Linked DNA regions of Gossypium arboreum: region 1 is linked to region 2. Evidence: chromatin contacts called from public Hi-C data. All regions are on one chromosome and are shown on one strand. The core of a region is the stretch at or near the end of the contact, and the rest is flanking DNA. Distances in the headings are between cores, read along the strand shown. Region 1 holds the start of LOC108460674 (probable sugar phosphate/phosphate translocator At3g11320). Region 2 holds the start of LOC108458199.

What was found. Hi-C and Micro-C count contacts between places; a contact is called where the count stands out from the background.
Region 1: a contact with region 2 is called in a Hi-C map of leaf, with 3 times the contacts expected there. The contact joins the promoter of LOC108460674 here to the promoter of LOC108458199 in region 2. A contact is called at or near these places in 3 of 5 Hi-C or Micro-C datasets (all in leaf).

What each region holds. Positions count from the first base shown.
Region 1 is chr4:16,260,367-16,265,182 of ASM2569848v2, forward strand. It overlaps LOC108460674 (probable sugar phosphate/phosphate translocator At3g11320), which reads left to right and starts at 2,181. Exons shown (of 5, transcript XM_053027029.1): 1 at 2,181-2,524; 2 at 2,738-3,210; 3 at 4,316-4,419; 4 at 4,527-4,755. The coding sequence starts at 2,770. LOC108460676 (60S ribosomal protein L35a-1-like) reads left to right here and starts at 153. Exons shown (of 5, transcript XM_017760263.2): 1 at 153-321; 2 at 446-481; 3 at 956-1,184; 4 at 1,269-1,311; 5 at 1,838-2,055. The coding sequence starts at 290. The coding sequence ends at 1,310.
Region 2 is chr4:16,081,559-16,086,201 of ASM2569848v2, forward strand. LOC108458199 reads right to left here and starts at 1,730. Exons shown (of 3, transcript XM_053026578.1): 1 at 1,581-1,730; 2 at 727-974; 3 at 1-13. The coding sequence starts at 971. The coding sequence ends at 738.

The DNA of each region.
Region 1 (4,816 bases), core at 931-3,430, 180 kb after region 2:
TGGAATGTCACAGTTATTAATTTTATAATGTAACCAAAATCTATTCCACGATAAATAGTTAGAAATCTAAACATGTAAACAAGAGGCCTTGGCCCATGAACAGATACCTTCGATTTTTAGGCCTTTGAATTAAAAGACAACTGGCCCAACTTCATTTCATAATTTCCTTCATTTCTAAAAACTTACAGCCGCTCTATATAAATTTCCCCCAAATCGGAAATCTTATTAGGGTTTTAGACCTTTTTCAGGATTCGAAAGGAATAAGCTTCAGCGTCCAAATCGGGAGGAAATGGTGAAGGGACGCCAAGGAGAGCGTGTCAGGTAACCTTTGATCTCTTCACTTGTTCTTCGTTCTGAACCTACCTCCTTTTTACTATCAATTTTCCCAGTTTGACGTACGGAATATAGCTTTTGGATTTTACTCACTCACTTTTTTTTTTGGCAGACTCTATGTAAGAGGAACAATCTTGGGTTACAAAAGGTAGTAAGACTTTTCCAAAAAAAATTAACTGTTTTATTGTTGTTGGTTTAAAGCTGGGCTTTTAGTTTTAGGAATTAGAGGAAACTCTTTTTACGGAAATTGAATATTTAGTTAAATGTAGGATTAAATTTAGCTGATTTAATCTGTTAAATGGAAAATAAAGTTGAAGTTTTAACTGTATTGTTTGTTTGTTATGAAATTGAGTGAAGGAAACAAAAAATTAGTTACTTTTTGTTTTTTTGCTGAAGTAGGTTTTTTATTGACTATAGGTGCTGGGTAGTGCTTCATTTTCGAACTAAAATCAGTGTTTGGGTAATAAAGGGTGATTGAATTTCTAGGTTTTAGAATGAGGGTTTGGAGTTGTGTTTTTTTAGATGTTCTGAGTTGAAGAACTAGACATTGATTTTGGGGGCTGTTATATTTTATGTTTGGGATTTAAGCTTATTATTTGTTTGATGGTGGTGGTGTGGTTAGGTCGAAGTCGAACCAGTACCCAAATACTTCTTTGATCCAGATTGAGCGAGTTAACACCAAGGAGGAAGTAGCTTGGTATGCAGGAAAGCGCATGGCTTATATATACAAAGCTAAGGTGAAGAAGAATGGCTCACACTATCGCTGCATTTGGGGAAAGGTCACTAGACCTCATGGTAACAGTGGTGTTGTTCGTGCTAAGTTCAAGTCTAACCTTCCCCCAAAATCTATGGTGAGCGTGTTACATTGTTATTATTTAATGGATTTCTCAACAATGTGTTTTAGATCTTACTTCATCTTTTTGTTTCCATTGCAGGGAGATCTAGTCAGAGTCTTCATGTACCCTAGCAATATCTAAGGTAATCTTGGCTTCACAGTTTATGTTCTATCTTATTTGTTTTGTGGATTTACGAGTTTGCCACTTTCTTTGGTTGAACCGGGATTTGTTTGTTTGTATGTGATGAATCTTCTTCAGTTTAATGATTGCAACTTTCTGTTTGAAGATTAGCTGCTTGACGGACAAGCTAATTTTTGTACATTAATTGCCTTCTGTATTCATTGTTATGTCCTTTTTGTGTGTCTGTTACAATTTTTGCTGTGAATTTGTGTTGAAGTCTAGGCATGTGAACAACTGCAACTTTTATAATGACTACATCTGTAATTATTCAAACGTTTGATCATTGCTATGGTTGACACAATCTGTCATCTTTTAGCCTAATTCTTGTCTAGATCCTTGCACCTCGCCTTAAAACATTTGTTCAAATTGTTTATATAGTGATATTAATCTCGTTTTAGAGTGTGATAAATCGTCCTTGTGACATACTATTGTAGCTACTAATGCTTGTTTACTATCTCCTAATTTTGCATTTTCTTCTTTGTTTGCAGCTGTCTCGATGCCGGACGGCTTGTGATTGACTACTTGAGTGACTCTGCCTTTTCACTTTGTTCTGATAAACTTATTCAACATGTTTGGTGTTTATTTTTGGTTTGTTTAGGATGGTGTATGAAATAAGACAATTAGCATTTTGTTTACACATATTTTCTTTTCTCAAGGATTTTTACTTAAATTTGAAGATTTTGGATAATCATTCATTTTTTGGGAATCTATTGTCATCTTTGGTCTTCTGCTAGGTTTTTAGCTAGGGGCTAATCGAGCTCGACTCAGAGGGGAATCTTTATAAAATTACTTTGATTTTCTTTATTTATTAAAATGATAATTTTTTGCTAAACTCTTCACTCTTAATTAAAAGAAAGAAACAATTCATTTCTATTGAATTTTGTATCTAAAATTGAGCTAACATATTTCTAATAAACCCAAACGAATAAACTAATGAGTCTCAATTAATTAATTGGTAAACCCACCTTGTCCTCTTCCATAAGGCCCTAAATAAATAACATTAGGAAAAATTCAAAAAGAAACACAGAAACACACAAGCTTTTATATCCCATTTCTTCCTCTCTCTTTAGTCCTTTCTTCAGAAAAATCTGTAGAGAGAGCCACATTCTTTCCATTTGGTGTTCCTCAAAACTGAAAAGCTTTCTTTTTAAAAAAAATAAAAACTCTTTTTTAAGGTAACATTTCTAGATTTTCTGCCATTTTGGAAATGGGGATCCTTGATTTTCTAAAGAGAAACTTCAATTAAATCCATAGAAGCTAATTCAATCCCATCATTCCAAAATAAAAAATAAAAAATAAAAAAAAATCCCTTTGTTTCCAAGAAAAAGACCCATTGTTTAACAGATTTCAAGTTAATCCCGTTTTCTTTCTCCTTTTTTTAATCCCAGATACCCAGATCTTCAAAACACCAAAGAAGACCATGAAAACCAACTCCAAATTGTTCACAATCGGGCTAGTAACAGCCTGGTACTCCTCCAACATTGGTGTATTGTTGTTAAACAAATATTTACTAAGCAATTATGGTTTCAGATACCCCATCTTCTTAACCATGTGTCACATGACAGCTTGTTCATTGTTAAGCTACATCGCAATTGCATGGATGAAGATGGTCCCCATGCAGACCATTCGATCTAGGGTCCAATTCTTCAAGATTTCGGCGTTGAGTTTGGTATTTTGTGTGTCGGTGGTGTTTGGGAATATTTCTTTGAGGTTCCTTCCGGTTAGCTTTAATCAGGCTGTTGGTGCTACGACGCCATTTTTTACGGCGGTATTTGCTTACTTGATGACATTAAAGAGGGAGGCATGGCTTACTTATCTTACCCTTGTTCCTGTTGTTGCTGGGGTTATCATTGCCAGTGGGGTATGTATTTTGCTTGTTTTTCTTGGAATATGAAATTGTTTACCCTTTTCTTTTGCTTTTACTGGAAATGGGTTTGGCTTAACTTTGTTGGTTTTATATAATATAAGTGATGATAGAGTAGTTAATGAAATTGGTAGCTTATTTTAGGGATCTGTTGATAATCTTTTTGGAATGTGGAAACTGGTTTCTTTTATTTTTGTTCAAATTAGTGTTGATTTGCTCCTTTTTTTTTGTTGGATAATGGTTCAAAGTGTTGTATTGTTGTAAATAAATGGGTTCTTGAGTCTCATTTCAATTTTGTGACCATCATGTAGCCTAAAGAATCCATTAATTGTTGTAGATTGCAGTACTTTGAACTTAGAATTATGAATTGAAGGATTTGCTTCTAGCTCTTTTCAGCTGCTGAAAAATGGAATTGAAATACCCTGTTTCTTATCTTAATTTGGAGGGTTTTTAAATAATAATGATCATAATTTGTGGATGGAGAGGGATCCATTTACACCGGTGCACCCTTTTGTATCTTTTTGTACAATCAATATTTTAAGATCCAACCTCCATTCATATGTCAAATTTGATGCAAATTAAAAATTTATAAGGATTTGTTTTAGGTAAAAATCTTTCAACCATTTAATAGATATTTATGTGTAGTATTTTAGATCAATATGATGAAGATATCTGATCAGTTTGAAAATTTACATGCATGACAATTACAATTTCAACGATAAATTCAACGGTTGGATTGTTAAAATATTAATCATACGAAGAGATATAAAAAGGTGTAAAACTACTTTAGTTTTACACTAGTGTAACTGGATCCCGTCCCCTTTGTGGGTTATCTATTCTTTTATGTTGGTTTCATATAGATAATTAACTCATGAACTTATTGTTTATGATTCATCAATGCATCTCTTTTTCCTCCTCTGCTTTTTCTCTGGCATTTTCCATATTGTATGTTTCAATTGTGCTACTTAGAAGGGTGTAGCATTGAATTTTGCCCATCTATTGATTTGAAATCCTTCAAGTTTCCTCATTTTATCTTTATAATATTTCATTTGATTTACCTGCCTTCTTATTGTTATTTTTCATTTTTCTTACATGACCATAGGGTGAACCAAGTTTCAACCTATTTGGTTTTATCATGTGCATCTCAGCTACGGCTGCAAGGGCTCTTAAGACAGTTTTACAAGGGATTTTGCTTTCTTCTGAAGGGTTAGGAATGTTTATGCCTTTTGCTCCTGCTTTGTTTTGCATGGCTTAATTTATGTTAGTTCTAGAGTAGAAAAGTTTGTGAAAAAATTATTGTTATTTTATCTTAGAGAGAAGCTGAATTCCATGAACCTCCTCCTCTACATGGCTCCAATGGCTGTCGTATTTCTACTTCCCGCAACGCTTATTATGGAAGAAAATGTGGTTGCCATTACCCTTGCCCTTGCTAGAGATGACATCAAGATCATTTGGTATCTATTATTCAATTCAGCACTAGCATATTTTGTGAATTTGACCAACTTTTTGGTCACAAAACACACCAGTGCCCTGACTTTGCAGGTATGACATGCGTGATACTTGTAACAGACTTTACTCAACATTTTCCCCTAATATTTTGGCT
Region 2 (4,643 bases), core at 480-2,979:
TTCATGCGTTCTGCTAATAATTAACAGATAAGGAATCACATTCTAAGAATATCAGGAGACGCGCATGCTTAAGAATATCAGGAATCACAAAGGTGAAATCTGTGGCATGCTTAAGATTGAAAAGGGAAGCGAACAATAATTCTCAAATAACCAAATAGGAAGCAACAGAAAAGCATGAAGATACAAATGTAGTTATCCTCTTTTCTCTGTGATGGATAGCCAATTCAAACAATCAATTTATTTACTTAATTTACATGTCCTGGTAAAATTAACAGAAATTTATCAGACCTGGAAAAAGGTTTGAAAGGCAGCTTCCGCCATTCCTGCTCTGGCCTACTCAACGTTTTGGTCAAGTAATACATTATAGAACTTGCAGTGTTAAAAAGATCTTATTCAAACTTCATAAGTTTCGGGTGTGTAATTCAACAATGGTAATCAGAAAAATTAATCTAAGACTAAGAGTTTCCCTTTTCACAATATATTCAACCAATTAATAGGTTTAGAAATAACTAATAATCATTCAGCTTAAGTTTCAGACACCTATTCATCACACCATTTTAAATCCATGTAATTTGTAGAAATCAGAAAACAAAACCGACTAAAACGGTCATCACAACTAATAAACAAGTTCTTGAATGCAAAAAAAAAAAAAAAAAACAAGGGGCATCTGTTTGAGAACCTAATACAAATTCAACCAATCATCAGCCATAGACATAAACATCTTACCTAGCGGAGCATCAACCAGAAACTAGCTTAACAAAAATGCAGATTGCATTAAGTAGTATGAGAGGAACTCTCATGTATTGAGTGGCGTAAATGAGACCAATAAGTTGCCCTTTAAATGACTTTGTACGCCCTGCAGAGAAATCCGAGAAACTCCATCCTCTGGGAGCAAGAAAACGATCCTCATTTAATATTGCCAAAGCATTTGCAAGAAGCAAAAATCCTTCTAATAACGTCCACAAGCCCATTTTCTGCATATTAAAGGGTTTCTATTAATCTTCAACCAACTTCTAAAACTTTTCACACAAAAGCGTAGCCATGAAGATAAAGAAAAATCCATCAATTATGAATCCGGAAAACAAAACAGAAATAACATAAAGATTCTTAAAACGCAGCAGGCATAAGTAACTAAAAAACCGATTACAGCATCTTCAGTTTCAGCTAGAATAAACTTCTAAATGCAAACATAACATCAACGATAATTGAGTTCATTTTGATTTCTAGAACACCAATAAGGTGATTTAGTAAAACCCCATATTCCATAAGCAAGCTATGGAAAAGAGGGTAAACTCAGAAAAGCAGATCAAAGGGATTCCGATGTTGACTAAAAATTAAAACCCATTCGAAAAATAAATACTTTGTTGGATTTAGAGGGACTAGATCCATGGGTTCTTATCTATATATAGAAAACAAAAACATAATAAACAACTTAAAATCTATGGAATTTGAAGGGAAACAAAAAGCAGATCATGATTTCTAAATAAAAAGACCATGTTTAAACATTGAACAATACAAAGCATCAGAATGAAAGAGATTAAAGGGAACATTGAGAAAATAAATAAAGAATTAAAGGTTACATGCAAAAGAAGTGAAGATATGGGTGCTGCAGATTGAGAGAGCTGGTTCCTTCCTTGCAACTGTAAATAGATTCGACATTTAGAAAAGGAAAAGGACCCGTAAATAAATCCGGTTTGAAATGGGTCGGTTCGGATCCATCAAGGCACAAAAGGGTAGTACTTTTAAGACCAAACACCCAAAATGTATTTTCCCCCTACTACCCAAAGCCCAAATGTATGGTTTCTTTTTTATGTACCGATATATTAACCTGTATTTAATGGCACTAAAATAATATTAAAGAAAATTGGAAATAATAAATTATATAAGTAATTCATTAATACAAAAAGGCTTAAATAAAAAATCGGTACTTGTCCATTTCTCCTAAATTGATACTTAAGATTTTTTTTCCTAGGTTAATACCCGAACTTTTTTTTTGTCAACTAAATTAGAACTCGAATGTAATTCGTTCGTTTTTTTATAATGTGGCAACTGGTTAATCGTTAGGCGTCAAGTGGAGTCCTATTTGGCAATGATTGGGTCTTCTTTTTTTTCCTTGGAAAATAAAAATTAAATACTTTTTTTCATTAATTATAATAAAAATTACCTTAAATCATTTCACCCGATTATTTAACATTCTATTCTTTTTATTTTTTTCTACCTATTCATCATTTTCTAATATTTTTGTTAATATTCTTTTAGGGTTTATCCTGATAACACGCCCAATTCCCATAACTAGAGTCGAAGAAGAAAATAAGGAAAAATGGCTTCATCAACCAACAAAAAAATCAAGTGGTCAAATGAGGTTGTGTACTATCATTGTGGGTTAAGAGCTCCTGTTTGCAACGTGAATACTCCACGGAACAAAGGGAGAAAATTATTTAGGTGTGTGAAGTTCAAAAATGTAAAAGTTTGAATTTTAATTGTTGGGTTGAAGGAAATTAGGGTTTGTGCATTGGTTGTGTACTACCATTGTTGTGTGTGCAAAAAAACAAAAGGCTTTGTGATTTTGGTTGAATATTTTGTGTAATTTAGGGTTTAGTGTTTTAACATGTTTTGGAAATAAATTTGAATTATTTTGTTTCAAGTTGGAAATATGTAAATTTTACCTTAGTTACACATATAAGCTCTATTTTTTTTTTTGTTCTATGTGAGAAAGGAAAACTGAGGGTTGTGATTTTTACCAATGGGTTAAATTTAACGGTAACAATATGAATTCAATAGGAGAAGAACAGGGATGCATAATTGATAAAATAATTTTGCAAAATAAGATGTTGTTGACAGAGAATGGGAGATTAAGATTTAAGAACAATGAGCTCAATATAAAAGAAATGCAAAGAATGCGATTAAAGGTAACTCGTTCAAAAGAAAAGATCACATTGTACAAGGCTAATATGTCAAGAAATAACAAAGTAATATTTGCTTATAAGATGTTAATTGTATCATGGATGGTGTTCCGGGTATGTTGCTTATGGATAGTGATTTGTTGTCTATGTATTTGTTGCACTTATGAGTTTTTGTGCCAATATGAGTGAGATTTTTCTCAATTCCTCATATTTTTATTTCACTATAAATACTTAACACTCTCTTTGCTTTTATCCCTTTCTATGCTTTTATCACACTCGCAATGCTTCTGTGTCAAGCTTATAGAAGCTTCTTTCCTTAAGTTGTCTGTTGGTAAGTTCTTAAATTCCTCTTTAAGTTTACCAGATAGAAAGGAGTTGTTGTAAGAGCTATTCAGCAGGGCTTTCATTTGAATACTACATAGGAAGGAAAGTTCCATCCCTAAATTATTTGTACGTTCATTGATTCATGTTATTTCATTAAGTTTTAGTTATTCTTATATTTAAAAGAAGTCATTTGATTATTTTAGCCAAAGATAGGGGAGAAGGTCCTGGTGCTAAAAGGAAAGAACCCATTGAGTAGGAAAGTTCTAAGTGAATATTTCTGGTGAGTTCCTTTATACCTTGAGTCTGTTATTTACATTATTTCATTTAAGTTTAACTACTATATATCTAGGTAAGTGGCTTTAACCCTTGATCATGGTACTTGCATCAAAAGAGACGTGTTTAAAGAGTCGATGCATGCATGGTTATAGGCAATAAATCAGAAACAAAATTCATGTATGTGCATGGGTATAAATACTCATTCCTTGATACACAAGATTTGTATCTAAAATGGTGTAAGGAGGTACTAGAGGGTTGCTATGTATAATGATGAAAAGAAGACACATGATATCATGTTTTTCCTCCAGTATGATACTCTATTGCAAATCATGACTAGCGAATATCCAGCCTTGCGGGGGAACACTTATGTGTTTGAGTACAATGAGGAATGATGGAGGTATGGGGTCCAATTTACATCCCCAAGCATACGAGCCACATGAAAGAGTCTCGCATCTCTTAAATATGGTTCAATTAAAGCCGTTGGAGGAGTGGATAATAGATTGCGAATATGTCCCCAAAATTAGGTCTTCCATCTAATTATAAAAAAATACAAAATTTTAAATTTCAATATAACAACTTAATAATGAAATTAAATTAGATTTAAAAAGCATATAAATATTTTCTTACCATTTGCAATTTGAATGCCGAAATGTGTTTGCCATCCAAACAAATAAGAGAATTGGCCATTAAGAATTTTAAAAAACAATTAAATTTCATAATACAAAATTAAATAAAAAAAACCTTAAGACAATTTTAATAAAAATTGAGAGAATTCAAAAAAAAAATAGAATTGAGGGTTTTTAAATAGTTTTTTTTTTCTCGTTGGGGGTGAGTAGTTGTTGGAATTCAATTGTTGTGGGGTAACCGTTGGAATTCGATCATTGTGGGGAAGTCGTTGGGGAAAATACGTTCAACTGGAAGCGTTTTCTTGCAATGTTCACTGAAAACGTGTCCAGCTCAGCGCGATTTCAAAAAGTGGCATACAAAAAAAACAACCTCATTCGATAAATATTATAAAAAATAGCATTTTCTGCTAATTCACCCCTATTATACAATCAAAATTACCCTTCTAAATTTTCTCTCATGTTGTAATATCGGGGAGCCTGGTTTCAATCGTAGGTGACGACCTTTTGACTGTCC